Regions from separate parts of the Zea mays genome. Here region 2 is linked to region 1. The links are chromatin contacts, called in public Hi-C maps. All regions are on one chromosome and are shown on one strand. Each heading gives the region's core, a stretch centred on a gene start, on an enhancer-like site or on the middle of the called end of the contact. The rest is flanking DNA. Distances are from core to core; before and after follow the strand shown.

The links. A called contact is a pair of places that touch in the nucleus more often than the background predicts.
Region 2: a contact with region 1 is called in a Hi-C map of ear, with 3 times the contacts expected there. The contact joins the promoter of LOC103650716 here to the promoter of LOC100285591 in region 1. A contact is called at or near these places in 8 of 25 Hi-C or Micro-C datasets (bundle sheath, ear, leaf and 3 more).

Annotation. Positions count from the first base shown.
Region 1 is chr3:149,489,160-149,495,752 of Zm-B73-REFERENCE-NAM-5.0, reverse strand. It overlaps LOC100285591 (NAD kinase 1), which reads left to right and starts at 5,286. Exons shown (of 11, transcript NM_001158482.2): 1 at 5,286-5,615; 2 at 5,729-5,845. The coding sequence starts at 5,589.
Region 2 is chr3:149,617,054-149,624,173 of Zm-B73-REFERENCE-NAM-5.0, reverse strand. LOC103650716 (U-box domain-containing protein 14) reads right to left here and starts at 4,265. Exons shown (of 1, transcript XM_008676281.4): 1 at 2,707-4,265. The coding sequence starts at 3,958. The coding sequence ends at 2,963.

The DNA.
Region 1 (6,593 bases), core at 4,037-6,536:
TGTAAAATCAATAGAAAGAGCACATCGGGGACTTGCCAGTTCTTGGGAAGATCCTTGGTGTCTTGGGCTTCAAAGAAGCAAAATTCGGTTGCTCTTTCTACCGCCGAAGCCGAGTATATTGCCGCAGGACATTGTTGCGCGCAACTACTTTGGATGAGGCAAACCCTCAGGGACTATGGTTACAAATTAACCAAAGTTCCTCTTCTATGTGATAATGAGAGTGCAATCAAAATGGCGGATAATCCCGTCGAGCATAGCCGCACTAAACACATAGCCATTCGGTATCATTTTCTTAGGGATCACCAACAAAAGGGAGATATCGAGATTTCTTATATTAACACTAAAGATCAATTAGCCGATATCTTTACCAAGCCTCTTGATGAACAAACTTTTAACAAACTTAGGCATGAGCTAAATATTCTTGATTCTAGGGACTTCTTCTGTTGATTTGCACACATAGCTCATTTATATACCTTTGATCATATCTCTTTCATATGCTATGACTAATGTGTTTTCAAGTCTATTTCAAACCAAGTCATAGGTATATTGAAAGGGAATTGGAGTCTTCGGCGAAGACAAAGGCTTCCACTCCGCAACTCATCCTTCGCCGTCGCTCCGCGCATCTCTCCATCTTTTGGGGGAGAGTTCAAAGCAAAAGGACTTCGTCTTTGGTATAATCTTCACTCATTTACTTATGACCAAAGGGGGAGAGAGTATTACAAAGGGCTTATATTTCACTCAAAGTATCCGTTTTTGGCGACTCATGCCAAAGGGGGAGAAAGTATTAGCCCAAAGCAAAAGGACCACACCACCACCTAATTTTAAAACTAATGATTTTCAAATTGGTATCTCTTTGTGTTCAAAAGGGGGAGAAAGTAGTATTTTCAAAATTGATATCTTAAAACCCTCTTGAACACTAAGAGGAGGATTTCATTAAGAGGGAGTTTTGTTTAGTCAAAGGAAAAGCATTTGAAATAGGGGGAGAAAATTTCAAATCTTGAAAATGCTTTGCAAAATCTTATTCATTTACCTTTGACTATTTGCAAAAGAACCTTGAAAAGGATTTACAAAAGAATTTGCAAAAACAAAACATGTGGTGCAAGTGTGGTCCAAAATGTTAAAAACAAAGAAACAATCCATGCATATCTTGTAAGTATTTATATTGGCTCAATTCCAAGCAACCTTTGCACTTACATTATGCAAACTAGTTCAATTATGCATTTCTATACTTGCTTTGGTTTGTGTTGGCATCAATCACCAAAAAGGGGGAGATTGAAAGGGAATTAGGCTTACACCTAGTTCCTAAATGATTTTGGTGGTTGAATTGCCCAACACAAATAAATGGACTAACTAGTTTGCTCTAGTGTATAAGTTATACAGGTGCCAAAGGTTCACACTTAGCCAATAAAAAGACCAAGTATTGGGTTCAACAAAAGAGCAAAGGGGCAACCGAAGGCACCTCTAGTCTGGCGCACCGGACTGTCCGGTGTGCCACCGAACAGTGTCCGGTGCACCACCGGACAGTGTCCGGTGCACCAGAGGACTCCAAGTCAAACTCGTCACCTTCGGGAAAATCCAGAGGCGCTCCGCTATAATTCACCGGACTGTCCGGTGTACACCGGACAGTGTCCGGTGCTCCAAGGAAGAGCGGCCTCAGGAACTCGCCAGCTTCGGGAATTCACAACGGCTAGTCCGCTATAATTCACCGGACATGTCCGGTGTGCACCGGACTGTCCGGTGTGACAACGCCGCAACGGATATTTCGGCGCCAACGGCTACCTGCAGCGCATTAAATGCGCGCCAGCGCGCGCAGAAGTCAGGCACGCCTATACTGGCGCACCAGACACTATACAGTGCATGTCCGGTGCGCCACCGGACATCCAGGCGGGCCCAGAAGACAGAGCTCCAACGGTCGGAACCCCACGGCTTTGGTGACGTGGCTGGCGCACCGGACATGTCCGGTGTGCACCGGACTGTCCGGTGCACCATGCGACAGACAGCCCCACCAAACGGCTAGTTTGGTGGTTGGGGCTATAAATACCCCCAACCACCCACCATTCATTGCATCCAAGTTTTCCACTTCTCAACCACTTACAAGAGCTAGGCATTCAATTCTAGACACACCCAAGTGATCAAATCCTCTCCAATTCCACACAAGGCTTTAGTGATTAGCGAGAGAGATTTGCTGTGTTCTTTTGAGCTCTTGCGCTTGGATTGCTTCTTTTCTTTCTCACTTGTTCTTGTGATCAAAACTCAATTGTAACCAAGGCAAGAGGCACCAATTGTGTGGTGGCCCTTGCGGGGAAGTTTTGTTCCCGTTTGAATGAGAAGAAGAAAGCTCACTCGGTCCGAGGGATCGTTTGAGAGAGGGAAAGGGTTGAAAGAGACCCGGTCTTTGTGACCACCTCAACGGGGAGTAGGTTTGCAAGAACTGAACCTCGGTAAAACAAATCCTTGTGTCTCACCGCTCCATTCGCTTGCGAATTGTTTTGCGCCCTCTCTCTTGGACTCATTATTATTTCTAACGCTAACCCGGCTTGTAGTTGTGATTAATCTTGCAAATTTCAGTTTCGCCCTATTCACCCCCCTCTAGGCGACTATCAGAGAGAAACAGAGAAATGAGAAGGGAAGCTGAGGCGCATGGTTCTTAAATCACTTAAGAACGTCGGATAGGGGAGGGTCGATGTCTTATCGCTTTAAAAACGTCAGCCAGGTGAGGGCAGACAGTCTTAACTTTATGTATGCCGGTCTGGACGTGACCGATGTTCTTAAAGTTAAGACCGCCGGCCGTCGAAACCGACGTTCTTATCCTATTTAAGAACGCTGATGTCGACGTTCTTAAGGCGGTTGATACTTTTTCCTGTTTTTCCTGTAGTATAGATAGTTTGCCTCATTAACCATCCACCTTTTGGGTTTTACAGAGTATATTGCAGTACTCTAGTATTTTTTTTTGTCAAATCTATTTTAGAGAGTAGCTAAATCACTAAATTTGGCTAGTTTTTTTGGTTAATCTCTTGGAGATGCTCTAAGTCTACATGTCATACTTATACTTAATATTCAAATATTCGACGTGACATGAATTAAACTTTACTGGGAAACCAAACACCCCCTTAGTAGATTTTAAATGAGGTGTATGATGCCCACGATCCAAATATTTCTTCACAATTTGTTTGGGCCCTAAATTAATTTTAGTTCAAAAATGAATAGAAATAGAGCTTGATCCTAATTTGATCTGATCCTTAAATTTTAAAATGTAAAATTTAGAGCCAATTGTCACCCCTATGCCCCAATTAAGGCCCCCTTTGGTAGGGCTCTACCTCTGCTAGCTCTAGCTCTGCCTTCTCTAGAAAACAACTATCGGGTTATTTTCAAGAAGAGCTTCAGAAAGAGCATCCTATTTGGTTGGAAACACAACCTCTCGTGCGACGTGGGTTCGATGAAGAGAAAAACATGGGAGAGAAGTTTGTAGAAGCTGAAAGGGAATTAGGCTTACACCTTTTTTCTAATTGATTTTGGTGGTTGAATTGCCCAACACAAATAATTTGACTAACTAGTTTGCTCTAGTCTATAAGTTTTACAGGTGCCAAAGGTTCACAATAAGCCAATAAAAAGACCAAGAAAGGGTTCAAACAAAGAGAGCAAAAGACAACCCAAAGGCACCCTGGTCTGGCGCACCGGACAGTGTCCGGTGCACCAGGGCACTCGACGCTGAACTCGCTACCTTCGGGAAATTCAGAGGGCGCTCCGCTATAATTCACCGGACTGTCCGGTGAAGCACCGGACTGTCCGGTGTGCCAGCGGAGCAACGGCTACTTCGCGCGCAACAGTCGACTGCAACCGCATTCAATGCGCTACAGTGCGCGCCAGAGTCAGAGCACGCGTAGTTGGCGCACCGGACAGCCCAGAGGGCCCACAAGTCAGAGCTCAAACGGTCGAACCCCAACGGTCTGCTGACGTGGCTGGCGCACCGGACAGTGTCGCACCGGACTGTTCGGTGCGCCATGCGACAACAGCCTTCCAACGACCATTTTTTGTGGTTGGGGCTATAAATAGCCCAACCACCCCACATTCAATAGCATCCAAGTTTCCAACCTTCAACACATTACAAGAGCTATAGCATTCAATTCTAGACACCCCAAAGAGATCAAATCCTCCCCCAAGTCCGGAATCACTCCAAATCAAATAGTGACTAGAGAGAGTGACATTTGTGTTCATTTGAGCTCTTGTGCTTGGATCGCTTCTTTTCTTTCTCATTCTTTCTTGTGATCATATTCAATTGTAACCAAGGCAAGAGACACCAATTGTGTGGTGGTCCTTGCGGGAACTTCGTGTTCCGTTTGATTGAGAAGAGAAGCTCACTCGGTCTAAGTGACCGTTTGAGAGAGGGAAAGGGTTGAAAGAGACCTGGTCTTCGTGACCACCTCAACGGGGAGTAGGTTTGCAAAAACCGAACCTCGGTAAAACAAATCATCATGTCTCGCTCTTTATTCGCTCACGATTTGTTTTGCGCCCTCTCTCTCGGACTCGTTTCTATTTCTAACGCTAACCCGGCTTGTAGTTGCGCTTAAGTTTATAAATTTCAGATTCGCCCTATTCATCCCCCTCTAGGCGACTTTCAGAAGCTTTTTTCTAGCTCCTAGCTCTCGTTGATTTTTTTGAAGGAGATCATCTCTCTTTTCTAGAAAGAGCTCATAAAAAACCCCTTTAGTAGATTTTTTTTTCAAAAAGCTCTTAGAGAATCCCAATCAAAAAGAGTCTAAGGACTTGTTTGGCAACAATGTTTCTAAAAAACATGGTTCTACAATACTATATTTTGCAATTGTTAATGACAATACCGTAGTATTTTACTCCAAAAATACCATGGTTTGAGAAACATTGTTTGGATACAACATTGTAAGTCATGGTATTAGACAAAATCTAGCCATCCATGAAAAACTTTGGGTTGGAGCGGAGTTTCCAATACTCCAAAAATACCACATTATCTAGAATACCATGTTTTTGAAAATATAGTTTTCAAGAATATAACCAAACATCTTATGGTATAAAATATTATAGTATTATTTAAAAATATAGTATTGCATAGGAACTGTAAAAATAATTAACTTCCAAAGCCCTAAGTTTCTTTCTCCCATTGTCTCCCCACAAGTTGGAGGGGGGCGGATATAGTTAGATCGATTTAATTAATAATCCCCAAACCGGGGAAAAAAGGAAATGGGAAGCGTGGTGGACCCCGGCAGGAACCAGTGAACCACGAAGGCTCCGCACGCCATGCCGCTCCCTTCCCGGCACGCGTCAGCCGGAACCCGGCCGTCCCACTGCAGCTGGGGCCCACCGGCGAGCACCCGTCGGCGTCAAAGCAGGATCCTAAATAGCCGCGCCGGGGCGGGGCAGAGGTGGTGCTCCTCACACCGGCCTCGGCGCCTCGCACCACAACCACCTCCTACCCCTTCTCTTCTTCTTCTCCCCCCTTGCGAATCGGAGACCAAGTGCAATTGCCCACCCAAGCCCCGGAACCGGGGGCCAAGAGCAGTACAGGGGGTTGGTTTCTGCGACGGCGAGGACGCGAAGCGGATTCGGATCGCGCCGCCATGCCGCTCGACGAGCTCGCCGACAAAGTAAGCGCCTCCTCCCCCTGGGAGTCCGAATTTCGCGAGCTAGTTTGAATTCTGAGATCGACGGAATGCTTGGTTTAGCTGGTTATGGTGAATGCGTGGTTTCCGCGTGGCAGGGGCCGTCGTCCTCCGAGGAAGTTCAGCTCGCGCCGTCGGATTCCAAGTTCCGGAGCCTCAGTCCTTCGCCGATTCCGCTCCCAACTCTTCCGAGCATCAGATCATTGGTCCACTCGGTACGTCCAGACTTGTATAGAATGGCGTTAAGGAATGTGTGCCCGCTTTGGGTTCGTCTCGCTCGTAGTCGTAGTTTTTGTTCTTCGTCGTGCGATTGCGTAATAAGTAACGGCACCCAAGTAACTAACTGGAGTGTCCTTGAGTTTCACGGCTTCTGTTTTTGTCGTACAGGTGTTTTAAGTAACTATATCTTGCAAGCTCCGGCTCGGGGATTTCCTGGACCAGAAATGCCAATGGGCTCGACCTCCTTTCCCCATTTTGTGGGTGAAAGATTTATTCCGGTGTTCCAGTGTATATTTGTTTAAAAAAACGTATCTAGTACAGACATTTGAGTAGTATACGAAACTTGAATTTGTGATTTAATCAGCTAGAAAGTCACACTAATTGCAAATCCGAGTCACACATGAAAATACGAGGCAAAATCGCTTGGTTACCTTACCTGTGGAAAGGCTAACAAATTGCAAGTTTAACATTGCATCATTTTGCAGTTTGAGCCTATTTAAGCTCTGAGTTACATAAATCGATCAGCATTTTTATTGGGTATTGTTTATGGAGTTCAAAAGTTTGGTGGGTTTAAGTCTGAATTTATCTGAAAACCTCACAACACTTTGTCTGTGAATCTAAACTAAGCTGCATATGTCATCATTGGCTTCATTGCAATCTTAAACGGCTGGATATGTTTATTTCTGGTGCAGTTGATACATTCACAATGAAAGGAGAGACATTTTTTTAACAACCATCAGATGC
Region 2 (7,120 bases), core at 3,016-5,515, 130 kb before region 1:
TAATTTCTCACAGGTTGCATCCTGTGCCTATAAATAGATGAACAGTACTCCCGTACTGTTCACGCTGACTTGTATTTGCTTTTGCATCACGGTTGTACTTTTTGCCTTCTGTCAAGCCGAAGGTACTTTTGTAATTCAATATTATTTCTGTCTTTCCATGATAATATAAGAAGAACGAATTAACAATGTTACATGATTGTTTATGTTGTCTTTTATACTTTACATGTTTCTTCTTTTATTAATACATGCTACAATGATGAAGGTATGTCCTTTATGACCTTCGTCTGAAGATCATTATATCCTAAGGGGAATAATGTTTCGAAGGACGAAGGGCATTAACATTTAATATCTTGTGTTGCCTTGTTCTTAATTCATAGTATTTGAGAACAAGTCCCCAACAGAGGCTATGATACACGGGCTTCACATTGTTGTTTCACTTAGGGTAAAGCGGTTGATGGTGTAAGGAGACTCATTGGTGGTGATAAGTTAGGTCAACAAAGACTAGGATTGTTCCACAGAATCCATGAACAAGTACTGTGTTGTTGTTCGTCAAGTTGAAGACAAGTTTGAAGGATTGGAGTTTCATCATGTCGAAAGGAATCACAATGTAGTAGTTGACGTGTTGTCAAAACTTGGTTCGAGCCGAGCTCAGGCACCCCTCATGCTTTTGTGCAAGAAATACATCACCCTAGTATCCCCTAAGACTCAGGAGAAGAATGCAAACTGGTACAACAAGAAGTGCCCACACCAGAACAAGACCCGACTGATTGGAGGGTACCCATCATCAAATATATCAGAAACAAAGAGGACCTGGATGATAAGGTAGTCATCGAGCATCTCGTCCGACAGTCTGCCAACTACACACTCATTGGTAATGTCTTGTATAGGCAGGGAGCTGCAGGAGCTTTCATGAGATGTATCTACACATCTATGGGTAATCATCTATTGGAGGAGATCCATGCTGAACAATGTAAAGTTCATGCAGCCTGAAGGACATTGGCCGGGAAGGCTTTTAGAGCAGGGTTCTACTGCCCAACAGCCAAGAAGGACGCAACCGACTTAGTTCAGAGATGTGAAGTCTGTCAGTTCCTAGCCAAGCAACATCATTTGCCGACACAACAGTTGCAGACTATCTCGGTCTCCTGGACCTTCACATGCTAGGAGCTAGATATGATAGGGCCATTCAAGAAAGCTCAGAGAGAACACACACATGTATTGGTGGCCATTGACAAGTTCACGAAATGGGTCGAGTACAAGTCGATTGCCTCGCTGACGACATCCAAAGCAGTTGAGTTCATCTAGGAGATCATATTCAGGTTTAGAATACCAAATAACAACATTAGAGACATAGGTCCAACTTCACAGGGTTTTTTATTTCTACTAGCAAAGGTGTACCTCAAGTGTGCTTCATTAGCCCATCCGAGGGCCAATGGTCAAGTTGAACAAGCAAATGGAATGATCGTAAAGACGCTAAGGAATAAGATTTTCGATAAGAACGAGAAATTTGCTAGGAAATGGATCAGAGAGCTTCCGTATGTGGTTTGGAGCTTTTGGACTCAACCTAGCCGAGCAAAGCGTTTGTCGACGCCGACTCTGATGCCACCGCAAGGTTATCTCCAGCATACTTCCTATCTCACTCCCTAATTCAAGCTCCACTCTATAAGTGTATGGTGCAAAAGAGTATTTTACACGTCTATTTACACAACTTGCTGGAGATGGCTTAATGATTCAAGCCATATCCACATCCCATAGAGGTGACAAGTCAAGTACACTAGATGGGAGAGGGAGCTGGCGAGAAGCTAACAAAAAATCTCGAGGGGTTGACGGGATCAATCCTCGTATAGTGATCTGACCTCCAAATCGATAGAAATGAAGACCCTAAACCTAGCCGAGCAAAGCGTTTGTCGACGCCGACCTGATGCCACCGCAGGGTTATCTCCAGCAGACTCCATATCTCACTCCCTAATTCAAACTCCACTCTGTAAGTGTACGGTGCAAAAGAGTACTTTACACTGTCGACGCTGACCCTGATGCCACCGCAGGGTTATCTCCAGCAGACTTCATATCTCACTCCCTAATTCAAACTCCACTATATGAGTGTATGGTGCAAAAGAGTACTTTACACGGCCACTTACACATATTGTTGGAGATGGGTTGATAATTCCAGCCACATCCACGTCCCACGGAGGTGACAGGTCATGTACACTAGATGGGAGTGGGAGGTGGCGAGAAGCTGACAAAAAATCTCAAGGGGTTGACGGGATCAATCCTCGTACAGTGATCTGACCTCCAAATCGATAGAAATGAAGCACTTGCAAAATTCTCGGTGCTATTCAATCTAATAATTAATTATGAGTTGTTTGGAACTGCTCCATTTTTTTATAAAGAAGGTTCAGAGCAGCTTCATAAAAAGTTTAGAGTTTATAGAGAACGCCTCTTGAGCTCATGGTTTTGTAATTTTCATAGACCAGAATTACGTAATGTTGTTTAACTAAAAAACATAAAGTGGAGCTTATAAAACAATATGGGGTGAAGGCGTGAAGCAGTCTCGACGACCCCTTAAACTAAATATAGAGTATTTGCAATTTGAATTGCGACCATACATTCTCTTCTCTATCTCTCTTTTTTTACCCTGTGATTTGCTAGTGGCCATGGTGTGATGCAGAGATGGGCAGTCAGAGAACGGAGATGCTAGTGGCCATGGTGTGATGCAGAATTTTATCGATCGGTTGGTCTCATCCGAAGTCCTGAATGTAGCCAGAGTTTGGGCGAATTTTACACAAAGTTGACGACACGCAGCACAGGAAGAATTTGCATCAATCAACAAATGCGATTAGTATTTTTTAGCCAAGCTACACTACATAAAAGATGTTGTTTTTTATATACAAGGAAGAAGAAGGAAGAAAGAAGAGGAAGTTGTCGGTCGTCAAACCAAACTCAAACCAGAATCATCAGCCTTTGACTAGCCGTGCGTGGACGCCGACGCCGGCGACGAGATGTAAGGATCGGACTGCACGAGCCCGTCGAGGAAATCAGCTAGGCGGTGCTCGCGCCTCCTGACGGCGGCGTCCTCGAGCGCGCGCAGCAGCGCCTCCGCCTTGGCCTTCCCCCGGGGGCTGGCGGCGCTGTCCTCGGCGAGCTCCCGCACGGTCTCCTCGGCGCCGCCGACTGCGACCACATCTGCCGCGGCGGCCTCCCCGCCGGCCACGACGAGGTTGAGCAGCGCGGCAGCGGCGTTCTCCCGCGCCCTGGGCGTGGCGGCGCCCCCCGACTCGACGAGGTCGAGGAGGATGCGCACCCCGGAGACCCAGCGGAAGGCCTCGAGGCTCTCGGCGCACCCGGCCACCTGCGCGACCACGGCGGTGGCGTCCTCCACGACGCCGTCGCGCGCGTCCGTGAGCACGAGCGCGAAGAGCGCCTGCACGGCGCCGAGCGAGACGAGCGCGGCGCGGGCGGGCGGGTAGAGCGCGGCGCCGAACAGCGCCCTGAGGGCGTCCTTGGTGGCGCGCGTGGCGCCCGGCCTGTGCGGCGGCGCGCGGAGGAGCGCCACCAGCGCGGCCAGGAGCGGGCGCCGCTCGCACACCGCCGCGCGGTGCGGCTCCCCGCCGCAGAGGAGGCTGTGGACCACGGCCGCCGCGTGGTGCGCGGCGTCGCCCGAGCGCAGCGCGGCCGTCAGCGCGTCCAGCACGCCCGGGGCCGACGCCACCTGGTCCCGCGCCGAGATGGAGATGTTGAGGAGCGCGGCCGCCGCGTCCACGGCCGCGGGGGACGCGCGCTGGAGCTGCGCGGCCAGGAGGGGCAGCGCGCCCGCGTCCGCCAGCGGCGCCCGGATCTCCGGGTCCGTCTTGGTGGCGAGGCGGATCTCGGACACCGCCGCCGCCGCGGCCCCGTCGCGCGCGGCGGTGGCGCCGCGCAGCCGGGCCACCAGGACCCGTGCCGTGTGCGCCTTCACTTCCATCGCTGTCGGCGGTGTCGCGTTGCGTTGGGCTGGGTGCAGGTTCGGTTTTGGAGCTGTATGCGGGAGCTTGGCTTGGAGGGAGGCGGCTTCGTTGGTTAGGTGGCGGGTCGCGGCAGGAGGAGGAGGAGGAAGGCGGCGATCGGGATCGGATGGAGGGAGTGAAGTGAACGGGACGTAATTCCCTCCCCCGCTTCTTTCTGCCGTGGTGGTGGTGGGCTGGTGGCTCGTGGTGTTGAACGTTTCTACCGCGCTTCACCTTTCGGAGCGCACGCCTTCAAACCTGCTTTGGCAAATGCTAAGGGGGTGTTTGGTTTGTAGGGACTAATGTTTAGTCCCACATTTTATTCCATTTTAGTTCTAAAATTACCAAATATATAAACTAAAACTTTATTTTAGTTTCTATATTTAGCAATTTATAGACTAAAAAGGAATAAAATGAAGGGACTAAACATTAGTCTCTAAAACCAAACATCCCCTAAGTTTACGTCGGATTGTACCAGAATTGTTTCAGCTAATCAAAATCTATTTAAAATAGAGAAACAATCCGGCTAGAAATCATTCTGACCTATCAATCCGGCACAAACGAACAAAGTCTAAAAAATTCTTGGGAATTCGGGGGCTGTTTAGAGTACCTTCTCTTTCTTCGATCGTGACAAGGAAAGGAAGCCGTCACTTGAGTGTACACATTGCTGCTTCCTTTTCTTCTTCTCGGCTTGCTACAACTGCAACCGAGAGAGACACGCGGAACGTATGGAGAGCGTAGTACAGGCGTACAGCGTTGTAGTCAGCGCCGACAGTTGACACCGTGAGGCGTTCCAGATGTGTATTATGTATGTATGCATGCTAAGTTTAGTATTGTACGTGGTCCCTATGAATCTATCCATGGCCCGCGAGATAAAAAGCAAAAAAAGGGATAATAACATGGTAACTAGGTGCATCCGTCATCTCCCACTAATCGCCTTCCAATAGTCTCCGTTAACTAAAGTCGTGCGGATACTTTGACAACGGTAATAACGTTCCACATCTGATGCTCGTTCACACGGCCTTCTATGTTATGTGTTGGGAGGAGACCGAACACAGCCTTGATCGCAAAGGGAAAACCACGTTGATCGGAGGCCAACACGCTCTCGTTCTAAGCTGACGAAAACCTTATACCATTAATTGTCTTCGTAGGTTCACCGACACTAGTACAAATAAGCTCAAAGCCTGCGGCACGTTCAACTTTTCACTGGCGGTTTCCGTTATCAAACGTCAGTGAAAGAAACAGGTGGGCCCGGCTTTGAAAACCGCCAGTGGAAACCTATTTCCACTGGCGGTTATCTTAACACAACCGCCAGTGGAAATAGGATGTTTCCACTGGCGGTTGTGTTACACAAACCGCCAGTGAAAATTGATTTCCACTGGCGGTTATCTTAAGATAACCGCCAGTGGAAACATCCTATTTCCACTGGCGGTTTTTAAAGACAACCGCCAGTGGAAATCCATTTTCACTGGCGGTTTTTAAAGACAACCGCCAGTGAAGTGTCTGTTATAAATGCCCCTCTTCCCCCGACAGTGAACTGTATGCTCGCAGCCAACTTCCATTGGAGGCGATTTTGGAGGTCCAGAATTCACAAAATACATGGGGAGAGGTTTTGATCTTCATTTTTTGGAAGAAGATTGCTAAGAAAGGTTGGTTTATGTTGCTAATGTCAATTTTTATTCATTTTTGCTCAATTTTAGCCACATTTTGGATCTAGGGTTTCACCATTGGAGAGAGAGTGTATCCTCTCTCAATTTTAGCCACATTTTTGCTCTATTCGCTCAAATAAAGTTGTTTAATATGGTTAGATTTTGTCTATCCTCTCTCCTTTTTCATGTTTAGTTCTCAAATCAGTTTATCCATGACATATTAAGTTGTTTAATGAATGGTTCATGTGTTGTGTGGAGAGAGAAGAAGATAGGTTACATTCTATGCGTGCGAGTTCATGAGAGTGAACGGACGATACATCACGAACCCTGACAAGGTATTATTAGTAATAGTTAAGTATGTATTTATGTCATTAAAGATGCAAATGTGTTATTATTGAGTATAAATAGATGATGTTTATAAAATTCCTTTACAGCAATTTCAACGAGGAAACCCGGAGAACTTGACCGAAGCTGCATTGTATGGCATAGTCGAGGACCTCTGCACATTCATATTGAAAGAGGTCATTCCCGCAGAAGGAAAATATCACGATGCTTCCGGGACATTAGCTTTGCCAGAGTTCAGAATACTAACAGAAATTAGTAGATTATCTCTTAGCCGAGATAGTTATTAGAGCTTAGGTGAAAACTTATGATGTATAGAATGCATGAAGCATATATGGTTGTAAACAGAATACTTTGATGTATATAAATGTATGATAGAATTTAATTTCATGTTGCTTTCAATATCAATATAGATATATATATATATGTTTGTGTGTGTGTAAATAAATATATATATAATTCAGTATTGTTTGAAATTTTGAAAAAAGGCGGGAAAACTTCCACTGGCGGTTTTATAAAGAAAACCGCCAGTGAAAAGTGCATTTCCACTGGCGGTTTGCTTTATAAAACCGCCAGTGTAAATGCATTTCCACTGGCGGTTTTCTTTATTCAGCCGCCAGTGGAAATGCACTTTTCACTGGCGGTTCGTTAAGAAAACCGCCAGTGAAAATGCACTTTTCACTGGCGGTTCCAAAATAACCGCCAGTGGAAATACTGATTTCCACTGACCCCTAGCACTGGCGGTACTGAAAAACGCCAGTGTAAATATGTATAGAACCGCCACTATAGAGCTTCTGTGTACTAGTGCGACATAGGGACTTCGATAGAAGAGGCCTCCGATCGGGTGGGTCCGACATTGAGGGGCCGAGCCAGGCGGCGGCCGGACGACCAGACTTCGATATGCTTCAGGAGCGAAATCCTCGTCACCCCTCGCGACGCTCCGGAAGTGGAGCCCTCGCTCAGCCAAGTCCGTCGAAAGGGTAGCTAGAGACTTCGCTACACTCCAGAAGCGGATCCCTCGACCACCCTTCGTTCAGCTAGGTCGACCGAGGGAAAACGGGCGCGAAGGCTTCTAGGACACCGACGACAGCTATGCGCCGACCAGCTCGATACGGTCCACCGAGACGCGCTTGGAGGCCCACCTGTAAG